2 separate regions of the Mus musculus genome follow, and region 2 is linked to region 1. A link is a contact called in public Hi-C data. All regions are on one chromosome and are shown on one strand. Each heading gives the region's core, a stretch centred on a gene start, on an enhancer-like site or on the middle of the called end of the contact. The rest is flanking DNA. Distances are from core to core; before and after follow the strand shown.

The links. A called contact is a pair of places that touch in the nucleus more often than the background predicts.
Region 2: a contact with region 1 is called in a Hi-C map of the N1E-115 cell line, with 2.2 times the contacts expected there. The contact joins the promoter of Dclk3 here to the enhancer-like site in region 1. A contact is called at or near these places in 7 of 39 promoter capture datasets (the 3T3-L1 cell line, the HPC-7 cell line, cranial neural crest and 4 more), 8 of 484 Hi-C or Micro-C datasets (the CH12 cell line, the HL-1 cell line, the N1E-115 cell line and 5 more), 2 of 115 datasets of contacts at active chromatin or transcription factors (embryonic stem cells and forebrain) and 1 of 9 other capture datasets (pancreatic islet).

The regions. Positions count from the first base shown.
Region 1 is chr9:111,365,231-111,371,257 of GRCm38.p6, reverse strand. It overlaps Trank1 (tetratricopeptide repeat and ankyrin repeat containing 1), which reads right to left. Exons shown (of 22, transcript NM_001164659.1): 11 at 3,710-6,027. Among named protein-coding and RNA genes, the nearest start is that of Gm51693, 33 kb to the left of the region's middle. Within about 2 kb of position 3,372, at least 2 of the 459 cell types and tissues checked have an H3K27ac peak or open chromatin away from gene starts, as enhancers often do. A contact at or near this core is called in the N1E-115 cell line, where this site is marked.
Region 2 is chr9:111,435,932-111,441,958 of GRCm38.p6, reverse strand. It overlaps Dclk3 (doublecortin-like kinase 3), which reads right to left and starts at 2,878. Exons shown (of 5, transcript NM_172928.5): 1 at 2,607-2,878. The coding sequence starts at 2,694.

The sequences.
Region 1 (6,027 bases), core at 2,123-4,622:
TAAGAACTAGCAATGGCCAAAAATTTACACTGATGGAGGAGCCCAAGAGGGGCATAAAAGTACTTTGCTGAACAACTGGAATTCACTTAAATATTCTCCAGGAAACTAGGTAAGTAATTTTTGATATTACCATACATAAGGAATAAGACAGGCCAACCATGAAAAGGAAACACACACACACACACACACACACACACACACACACACACACACACACACTATATTTGGATATATCTTTGATAAATCTTGAAAAGATTAAGTAAAATAAATCATACAAAATTAAGTAAAATATGCACTCGTTGTACCTTTCAAGTCACAAGAGATGTCTATAACAGACAACACCATAGAAACAGAAAGATAAGTGACAGGAAGAAAACAATAAAGGATGGCTGCCTTAATGATTAAGTTGGAGAAGGATCAAGGGAGACTCACTCCCAACTTCAGCCTTGGTCTTCTACACACACATGCATGTATACCTATCTACACACCCACACATGTGTACCAATACACTTGTAGATATGCCTACACACATACACAGCACATGAAAAATGCAAAAGGAAAAGAGAAAGTGTTCAAGTGTATATTATCTCCCAATTGGCTTCTTTGAGAAAAAAAAAACTATTTTAAGGACTGATGAATTATTAACCAAACATTACTTATTTTAAGCTGATAAAGTGGACTCATCTTTTCCTGGTGGCACTGGGCAAGTGTTAAGCATCATTAAAATGCTATTCTAGTCATTATTAGAGTTAATGGTAAGGTTTTTTTGTTTGTTTCTTTCTCTGTTTGCTTTTCTTGTTGAGACAGGATCTCACTATGTAGCTCTGGCTAACCTGGAACTTATGTTAATCAGGCTAGCCTTGAACTCAAGGAGATCTGCCTGCCTCTGGCTACAGAGTGCTGGAATTAAAAATGTGTACCACCACAGTCAGCATTAATAAATTTTTTAATGTCTTCTAAATAAGCAAGGAAGTTGGGAGGCAGGCAGTTTGATTCCCTAATTGGCAGCTGCTGGTCTCTCTCTTGCTGCCCTGGCCATCTTAATTAAAAGGACTGTCAAACAGCCAGCAGAATTACCAGAACCAGCCATTTTGAATTCCATGAATGCCTTGAGAAAACTATACAATGATGGCAGCCAACTGCCCCAATTCCTGGAGACATAGCTTCAGTCAATCAGAACTCTTTCAAACAGTTTCTAGGGGACTTTGCTACAACAAGGTTCAATAACCTCTAGATGTCCCTGCAACCATTTCCACCTACTCCAGAGGAAGAATAATTCTGGCACTACAGAGCCAACCTTTGTTTGCATTCAAAGTGTGCTGTGATTGGTGCAAGCACCCCTTTTCTGGCCAATAAGCAGGCTGCTTGGCTCAAGTAGTTGAGAGACATCCTCCTAAGCAGCTTCCCTTCCATGGTGTCACAATATTAGGCACAATAAAAGGCCTTTTCTCCTTTGCTTTGCATCAGACTGGACTGGTAATGAAGAAAGAAGCAGTCAGTCAATTGAGGCAGCCCTGTGCCATGAGGGCAATAGCAGGAGAGAGGCTATAACAGTAGAGGCAGTTGAGCAGATGACAAGCAGCTGGCCAATGAAGAAGAGGCCCTGAGTTCAGCAGAGCAGTCAGGACAGGGGCAAGTGGGATGGAGTAATCAGATAGATGGAGAGAACTGAGGTTGCAGAAGGAGAAAGGCCATTAAAGAGCCAAAGAGACACTGCAGGCCCAGGTGGCTTAGGATTCCAAAGAGCTGTCAAGCTTTTAGGGCCAATGGCTTCCGAGACTTCAGGCCTGGGAGTTATAACATTAGCCACTGTCAAGAGGTAAGGAGTCTCGGTACCTGAACCCACCTAAAGCTGCCAAGGATAAAACATTCCTGACTTTCAGCCTTGTTCCCTGAACAGTGTTAACACCAGCAAGCATGCTACTACGGAAGGGGGAAGTGGAGCCCAACACTATTGCTGGAGTGCAGAGAGAGGGGAGTTAGCCTTTCTCAGGGATAAACCCACTATTTGGTTATCTAAAACCTACTGATCAGTCCTGAAAACATACACACACAAACAATATTTGGAACAGCTATCTCAACCGGAAATGGCAAAAATCCTGAAGCCAGCACAGCTGTCTGACACAGTTGCAGCAGCGCTGAGCCAAATGCTGTGATCTCTGTCATTCTGTCTCTCGCTTTTAGGTTTTAGTCTCTGTGTGTTCCACTCTTGTTCCATTCTTAGGGACTTTCTGCATTATGGTTCATTTTATGTCTTTTCCCAAGAAAATTACATCGGAGTCTACTTAGGAAAGCCCTAAGCTTCCTATTCCTTCTCCCTTTAGGGAAATAACTTTATCTGGCAAAAACACTAGGAATTTCTTTATGAGGACACGACATCAGTAATCTTGGGATATCCATCCCTGATCAAACTCAAACAGTATAATTGAAACAGAGTAAACTTAGAAATAGTTGACAAACTCCAACTGGTCAGGAGAATTGGTAATACATCAAAGGCCTCTTTTTAGAATATGCTTAGGGCTTTCTAAAAATGTAGTTTAAAGATAGGCACTCACACAGAGTTTGCCCCTGGAGGACTAGAACTCAGTAAATAAGACATATTGACTAAAATAACTTTTCCTACTTAATAGAGTGGATGATAAAAGGATATAAGAAAAAGGAATTAGGTATCAGTTTTTGCTATCCATAAAAAGACCAAATATTTTCTATTTGTCTGGAATACTTTCAAGCTGCAAATACTGTCAGCCTAAAAGCAGGCTGTCATATAATAAATATGTTTGCTTTGTTCATAAACCCAAACATGTAATGAATAATCAAGCACATGTCCAGAGACAAAGTGATATAATCTGTACTTTTTGAAGAATCATGAGTCTATCTTTGTTCTGTAAAAATCTCCATAAATAAAGAAGCAGCCTGATTGCTAGTCAGTCAGAGCTGCAAGACTCCCTTGATCACCATGCCTGACTCCTCCCTCACCAGGAACCTGTCAACTGCTGGGGCTACCCCATGACAAACACTAAACAGATTGAGTAGAGTGTGTGTGTGTGTGTGTGTGTGTGTGTGTGTGTGTGTGTATAACAATAATCATTAAAGAAAAAGAGGCCATGAATTTGAGAGAAGGGGCAGATGGGAGACTTGGGGAGCATAATCAAGGCTAAGTGATATACTTATATTTAAATTTACTTAAATTTCAAATTAAAAAGAAAAAGAAAAAGAAAAAAATTGACTTCCCAGGCCTACACTAGAGCTGTAACATTTTTAGAGTTAAAGGTCCTACCACTTAATGCCAGCAGGACTTCTGTGCACGTCCACAGTGCCACCTGCTGTGGCTCCTGCCTGCCTGCCTGCTGTCACTCCCTACTACTGTAAACATGCTTCTTGTCATCAACAATTTCTATCACATTAGAGCAAATGATCTCTGGCCAGATGACTGGTGCTACTACAAAGGAGTGTTAGTGAGCAAGGGCTTACATCGCACTTTAAATGCTCTCCTGAAATGTCCATTACATCATGAATACACAGTCATTTAAGATTCATTTCTATCACTACATCTTCAGTGATCTATTTACAGATGAGTGCTGGCAAAAATCCTAAGTTCTCTTGCTCGGGAGCATTATCAACTAACAAATTTCAAACCACTAGCTCTTTCTTCTGATACAGACTTAGCTCAAGACCAATGCTCCAGCCCCTCCCCTAAGGCCCGAGGTACCTGAGTGAGATCTGTAATTCTGGTACAGCTGATGGATCCTCTTGGGCTTTCGAACAGCACATTGCTTGTCTACTGTGCTTCTGCTGGCATAGTGGAACAGAGAGAGCAGGTCACTGAAACGGAAAGCCACGCCTTTCATTATGCTTTGGGCAGTGTCTCCAGTAAGGAACATGGCGTTGGGGTCATTGATGCATTTCATCAGCAGTGCCAGCTCTGCTTGGGTGAAGTCCTGAATCTCATCACCATAAAGCTCATGGATGGACCAGGGGAGCACCCTGAGCTTCGACAGCCTCCAGGACAGGTTGTACAGGACGTCCTCTTCATCAAAATACCCTTTCTGGGACCTGATCTGTTGATACAGGCAGAAGAGGCTGTAGATCTCACTCCGATCTTCCTTAAAATTGGGGGATCGTTTCCTCCCTAATTTCTTATAGGCTTCTTCAGTCAGTCTCCCATGGGGACAACTAAGAGCCTCAAAAGAACCCTTCAGGAATGATTTTATCTCTTTCCAAATCAGTGCTGGGTTGTAGGAACTTCTCCCTTTGATCATTTTGGGCCATATCTCATTGGTGAACACCTCAAATGTCACATACACCCGGGGATCACTGTCCCCTGTTTGTGTTTCTGTAGCTTTCTCCTCCTCATTGTAGTTCCCATCTGCCTCAACCTCTTCATCATCCTCTTCCCAGCTGGGGATGCTAAACTCTTCCTGTGTGGACCATCCTACAATGGTTCTTTTTAAGCTTCCATCTTCGTTTCTCAGAAAAAAAGGTTTTGGCAGAGAGGCATCGAGCAGGAGGAGAAGCTGTTTAGAAGTCACAAACAGAGGGAAGTTTTCATCCCTCAGGTCCTGGAGTTTGTGGACATTGGGATCCAGTGGTTTATAGTGACTGGTGGCCTTGGTGGACTTGGAGAGCTCAATAAAATTTCTTTGCACCTCCTGGCACAGGACATGGTTCTTCGTCACAAAGATCTGATGTAGATGCTCCAGCTGGTGTGGGTGGTCCGGCACACATCCCTCTGCTCCTTGGCTGTCCCCTGCTGGCTCCACTGTGGCTCCTCCTGCACAGGCTTCACTCTCTTGCTCCTCATCTATACCATCCACCGTTTCCACTTTGATGGAACCCTCCTCTTCCTCATGTTCTTCTTCCTCTCGACCTGGACCCTCTTTTCCTGGTTCTACTTCCAACCTTCTCTTTGGCAAGATCTGTTTGGACAGCAATGGGCTTCCTGCCTGCTCAGCCTTCTCCCAGTAAACATGGAATTTCTTCCAAAGCCTGTACAAGCAACAGGTTGTTTTTCCAGTGCCGCTCCGTCCAATGAGGATGATGGGCTCTAGGGGCTTAGGGTTGAGGTCAATCACGGCGTACTCAAGCTCGCCCACTCGGAATGGATACTCCACCGTTGCTGTCATATCATTGAGAATGTTTAAGGCCATGTTGGTACTGAAGCTGTGGAACTTCATGATGCTGTACTCTGTCTCCACAGCACTGGCTGGAGGAAAGTACTCAGGATCTACCTGCTCTAAGCTCTTCTCGGCCTCTGTGTCTTCCACATAGCAGCGGGGTATCCGCTTTTGGATTTTCATGTTAGCTGATACCTGTCCTTTGTTGATACCCTTCAGCTTCTTTCGAAGGACACAGGACAGGCCCCGGGTGTAGGCACTACAGATAGCCATGATGGAATCTGACAGCTTGCAGTGATCTAAGACAATGTCCCAGATGCGGATGATTTCTGTATAGACCCGCCCTGATTTTTCCAGGGAGTAGGTGTTCCGCTCCGTACCTATAATTTTCTCAGAGTTCTCACTGCACCGAGCAGAGAAGTCGATGGCAAGCTCCCACAGCATCCTGGCACCTTTGTCCAGCTTTGCTTCAAAGAGCTGGATATTCCCTTTTGAGTGTTTCAGCCTCTTCTGCAGGCCCTGGGTCCACTCACCATTTCCCAACTGCTGGATGGCAAGGATTATTTTCTTCTTTATAACTTTGGTCATAACCTTACTGGACAGCTTCTTCAGCATTTCTGAAGTACACTCAATCTCCCAGGTCATGTTATCAAAGTCTTGCAGACAGGCTTGAATCTCCTGCATGGTCCAGTTCTCCTGATTATCACTGGCTACTCCCAATCTGTTACCAACTGGAACAAGTTGTGAAGCCCCTGGACCTGCCTGAGCGCCATCCCCAGCCTCGGAGGCAACAGGGTTGTTTCCGCTGCAGCCAGAGCTCCCCATCCTCTGAGTTCTCTGGAGTTTGTCTTTCTTTCCTTCTGTGCCAGCTGCTACCTTGGGAGAGTCTCGCTGAGGAGAGTCCTCGGGGAGA
Region 2 (6,027 bases), core at 1,629-4,128, 71 kb before region 1:
TCCACTTTATTTTTGCTTCTCTGAGCACCAAGTCCAAGGGCTGTCCCACCCAGAACTCTGAGCACTGTGCCAAAGGCACACTGATGAGGCCATGGTGCTGAGGTTTGCCAGTCCTGGGTCTGGGCACCAAGACCATGAGCCAAGATGAGGCACTGTGAATTCACCTAAAGGCGACCTAGAAGAAGCAGGCTTTCCACTGCTGCTGCTACCAATGCTGCTGGTAAGGAACAGTGGGAGGAGGAAGCACACTAAGAGTGAGAAGGCTCTCAGACATGGTGGCACATATCTGTAATCCCAGCACTCGAGAAGTGGAGGCAGAAGGATCATGAGTTCAAGGCCAGCCTCCGGTACATATATAGTTCAAAGTCAGCCTAGTTCACATGAGAGCCTCCTCCCAAAAACAAACATGGAAAGAAATCAGGGAGGGAGGGAAGGAGGGAGGGGGGACATGTGCTGGTTAGTTATTTTGGTCAAGTTGACACAAACCAGGGTCATTTGGGAAAAGGGGCCTTCAATTGAGAAAATGCCTCCATAAGACTAATAGTAAGTCTGTGGGCATTTTCTTGATTAATGATTAACGTGGGAGGGCCCAGCTCATTGTGGGCAGTGCCACCTCTGGACAAGTCAGCCTGGGTTATATAAGACCAAGACATAGGGACAAACCACTAAGCAGCATTCCTCTGTGACCCCTGCTTCTGCTTGTCCACAGGTTCTTGCCCTGAGTTCCTGTCCTGATTCCCTGTCATAGCGGACTGTAACCTATAAGCTAAAATAGACCCTTTCCTTCCCAAGCTGCTTCTGGCCATGGTGTTTATGACAGCAAAGAAGAGCAAACTAGAATAGGAGGGAAATGATTCCATGTTCTGTGGTTTGTTTCCTTGGTTGGTTGGTTGGTTGGTTGGCTGGTTAGTTGGTTGGTTGGTTGGTTGGTTGGTTGGTTGGTTGGTTTTGCTGTTGTTTCTCAGAATCAGACCCCAAGGAGGAATCCCTATGACAGGGAGTGAGTGTATTCATTGTTGTTCACAGGAAAGAGTGGTTGAGAACTGCAGAAGCCAGCTAAGACCCAAAAGCAAGCCGAGTGAGGGAAGCAAGACCCTCAAAGATCCTTGGGAGTTAACCATGTAATGACAAAGAAACTTAATGATAAACAAAGAACATCACGCCTCACTCAGTGTCCTAGTGAGGAGCCTAGGAGGTGAGCTAACTAATGTTCTCCTCAAGACCCATTAGTTGTCAGTCAGGGGCTGCCCCAGAGAGATGTGCACTTACAGCCAGTCCTTGCTCTGAACATGTAACAGCTGAGCAGCGCAAAGGTCAGCCTCCAGTGGAGGTAGGGGGTGACTTACAGCTCAGAGCCAAGTACTCGGGGCTCTAATGTGCCACAATAGGACTGTGGAGAGAGAGCTGGTCAGTAAGTATAACTCAGAAATCACAGCTGCCTCCCTTTGCCCTTCCTCCCGTGGCATCGCGCTAACAATACTATCACAGAGAACTTGCTTTGCTGAAGTTGGGAGTAGACAAACCAGCACTCCACAGCCCTGTTTCCTCCCTGGGGCTCTGCTTTCTCCCCCCCCCCCCCAGGAATAACGTGTCCCTACCTAGAGCTCTGGGAACCTCGCTTCTCTGTGATCCTTAGCCCAACACTAGCCCCAGTAGATCACCCCTGTAAAAGCCAACAGACCCCCCTCTGCAGGCCCCAAAACAGTCTCCTTAATGCCAGCATATGTTATAAGAGCGGTTGAGAGTGGGACCTAGCTCCCACTGGACGGCTATCAACCATCAAGTAGAGGACAGAGAATGGTCTGGACTCAGAAGGAGTGAGGCAGAGAAATGACTCACTATATGGAGCAAGTAACAACCTAATTCCCTCCACAGCTTCTCAGCCCCACTCCCAGCAGGCACATACTCTGGGAAGGTGTCCCCAGACGCCTCTGCCCGGCCCGGGAGCTGCCTCATCCTTTCTCCACCACACCTCGCCCCCAGAGCCAGACGTGGAAAGGAGTGAAAACGTGGGGCTATATTTGAAATGAATTGATGGTTCTATTTCTCCCGCTCTGATCTAGCCTGCTAATTCCCAAACACTCTGCCTGTACTGTTTCTTTCTAACCCCCCTTTGTTCTTCTGTGACTCTCTGGCTAGAAACAGCGCTCTGGAAAGCAGGGTTCAGTAAACCTCTCCACAACTCTTGGATGACCTTTGACAAGGAGGTAGCTCTAGAGCTTCAAAACAGAGGTTCTTTCAGAAAAGGATGGAATGAGGGACGTCTCTGGGTGACTAGTGCCTCCCCCATGAAGATTAATCAACGACAGCTCCCTCTGTGGTGACTCTTCCTGCAGCCTCCTGCACCTGCCCAGTATGTTTTTCCAGGAATGGCGTTCTGATTGCCCAGAGGGGAACCGCTCAAGCTGGTGTCACCCCCTAGCAAGTTTCCCGTTGTGTAGAGGGGTTGCACAAGTACACACATGCACACAACAGACTCACGCAGAGCACACATGAACTCAAATCGCAAGCCTGCACACATGCCTGCACAGTGCATCCCCGTAGGGTCTGCCTCTGCTGCCCCATCGCTCAGAGTGGGGTTCCCGACAGTCACCGAGGGCACTTACCCGGAATGGGAGGCGCAGGGCGACTGGGTGCCGGCGGGGCGGGGGTCGCTGGCGGCGGCGGCGGGCGCAGGACCGGCGCGGCTGGCATGGTTGGCGGCCTGGCTGCAGGTGGCAGCTCTTGGACGTGGCCCGACGGCGGCCAAGCGGGCGCAGGAAGGCGCCGGGACTACTCGCTGCACAGAGCGATCCAGGTCTCCTCTTCCTTTAGGTTGCTGCTGGCGGCAGCCACGGCGCAAGGACAGTCTCCTCAGCGCGAGCTTGACAACCGCGCTGCCGCCGCCGCCCCGCCCCGCCCCTCCCCGCCTCGCCCCGCCTCGCCCTAGGCCACCCGGGGGCGGTGGAGTTGGCAGTGAACTTGAGCAAGCAGGGCGCTCCAGGAGAGCTAGCTGGACAGCCAGTACCCCACAGGATCTCTTCTCTCTCTCTCTCTCTCTCTCTCTCTCTCTCTCTCTCTCTCTCTCTCTCATATCTCTCTCTCTCATATCTCTCTCTCTCATATATCTCCTTCCTACCTCCTTTCTCTCTCCTTCCTTCCCTCCTTCCTTCCCTATTCCCTCTGCCAAGGCTGTTCCAGCTAAGGGACTAGGGGACTGGTTTTGACTTGAGGCTCTACAGTGCTCTCAGTGGGTGACTCCCAAGTCAAGGAGGTCTGGAACCCCAGCAACCCTGCCTCTCCCTGCAGCACAGAGGCCAAACTGTAGGTACGCCACCAAAACGTTCTTTTTGCACCCAGAATCAAAGTTAGGACACAGTGGTTCCAACCCAGGAGGGGAAGAGAGTCAAATAGACGGAGCTTTAGGGATCAGATGCTGAGTCTCCTGCCTTGTGTGGCAGAAGTCAAGCAACACCTGATGGTGGATAACCATCGTTTCCCTGTAGTTTGGCTTAACACACTCGGCAGTAGGGGTCTTGAGCTCTCAGCTCAAGACAACACACCACAGTGCATTTATCCCACACGTTGCTGCATGCTGTGGGGAAAACTAACTGTTCACATATTCACAACCCCCCCACCTTATTAACAGAACACCAATTTTAGCTGAAGACATTGCAACCCTCAATAAAGACTGCATTTCCCAGCTGCCCTGGTGCCAAAACTAACCAATAAGAAAAGGTCTTGGCCAGTGAAATATAACTGGGAAGCTTTGTGTGAGACTCTCAAAATGGTTTTGAGGCTCATAGATGCTTTCCGTGGTCCCGTTCCACCTCCTGCCTCACCTGGCATTCAAATATGGTATCTATAGTATGTTAGATTACAGGAGTAATTTCTCGTTCCATCTTTTAATAGACTTAGACCACCTACCTGTATTAGATAGTCTCATTACTGTGACAAAACACATAAGCTAACCAGTAGCCAATTTTTTAAATTATTTTTTATTATTTTAAATTATGTGCACAAGTATGTGTTGGGAGGTGCACATTGGTGTAGGTGCCCACAGATTTTTGCAGAGGATGTCCAAGCCCCTGGAGCCTGAGTTATAACAACCAACTTGTGAGCCATCTCTTGTGGGTCTGAGAACCAAATTCAAGTCCTCTCCAACACAAGGGAGTACTCTTAAGCACTAAGCCATCTCCCTAGCTCCCTGAGTTCATGCTTTAAATGGAAGAAATATTTGTTTGGATCATAGTCTCAGAGGTTTCAATTCATGCTTGCTTGGCCCTGGTGGTGGTGCAGCATGTCATGACAAGAACACAAGAAGGAAGAGATTTATTTATTAGATCTTGACGGCCAAGAAGCAAAGACAAGAAAGTGCTGGGGCCCCGGTATCACTTCAAGGGTGTGATGCCAGTGACCTAACTTCCTCCCACTAATTGGCATACCCAAATGGCCTGCCACCACAGGCTAGAGAGTAGGCCTTCAACCCCTAGGCTTCTGGGGAAGATCCAAGATCCAAATCACAACCACACCCTTTGTCCCTTCAAACCACAGTATTTCTCTGCATCATGTCTGTCATTGTGGCCATCTTTCTTAAATGACCAATGGGGTGCTATTGGATGTGTATCCTCCTGGACTCACTCCCTAGGATCTGCTCCTCCTGGCCAAGGAGAACATGGAGAAACATGAATCAGGCCTCAGCATCAACCTACAGCTAACATTTGACCTGATTTTAGAGCTACTCCATAGGACTGGAGACCTAGAAGTGACAGAGATAAATGCCCATAGTTACAAACAATTACGTTCTGAGCTATTGTGTCCCTCAAGATTATTGCAGCAAAAGCTAGCTAATATGGTGTCCCACAATACTGGAGCCTTCTTGGATTAAATGGTTGCCTTAAAATTTTAAGACAAGCCCAAAATATTATAGACCAATAAAATAGAGGTTGGGGTCCCACATGACAGTGCAAAGCTACGCCAATAGTATATTTCCCTTTTTAAAAGAGAATGCTTCCTTGTATATCTAAGCTGCTACAGTCCTATTACCTAAGAAATGATATTTTTGCCAGTTCTTCAAAGTAAAATATTTTTCACACACACACAAAACAAACAAACAAACAAACAAACAAACATTGAATACAGATCTAGGCAGTCATTTAAATGCAAAATAGAGGTCTAAGAAGGAACTCCATGCTCACAGTAAGCCACTGAACTAAAGATAATTTGGCATAGCTCAAGGGAGTGCAACAGTGGCCATGGAGCCTGTCCAAGGCATAGGGCTACTTTGGTCTCCAGGAAGTAAGCTCACTCATAGCTCCAGTTAAGCAGAAGAGTCAAAGGCGTTTAAGGATGTCTAAGGAAATCTCTTAGGGGGCTGGAGTAGGGGTTGAGGGGGGCCACTCAGTGGTTAGAACACTGGCCACACAGGGCTGGGCGCTAGAGTTTGGATCTCCAGATCCTACTTCAGTACCAGGCTGGAATCACAACTCACCCTCCCAGTTTCAGAGGCAGAGATTGGGGGATCTTCAGGGGAAGCTAGATTACATAACCGGCCATATTGTCCAGCTAAGTTCTGGGTTCAAGAGACTCTGCCCCAATAAATAGTATGAGAGAGTGATCAAAAGGGTTCTCAATTCAACACTGGGTCTCTCTACTTGCAAGTCTTTCAAAAGCAGCAAGGCCTTACCCAGAAACACTCCTCACCGTGGCGTGTCTCAGGATCTGCCTTCTCCAGAGAAAGAAGACCCCCACCCAGCATATGTATTCTAATTATCTTTGTTGAGGAGGGGCTTGGAGATGTTTCCTGGAAGACTACCCTGACTGGGATGCCACTGTGTGTTTAAGGGTAACTTAGAAGAGAGATTTTGGTGGAGATCATGGAACCTCTAAGAAAAAAACTCTCTGTTCCCAGAATTACATGGAGGTGGGGAGAGACTCCCAATGGGAGCTTCAGAAAGTGAGAAAATGGGGACTCTCCCGTGACAGAGCTCACTTGTTTAATGAGCCTGCAGTGGGCACTTGGTCTCCTCATCAGATTGACAGAATATT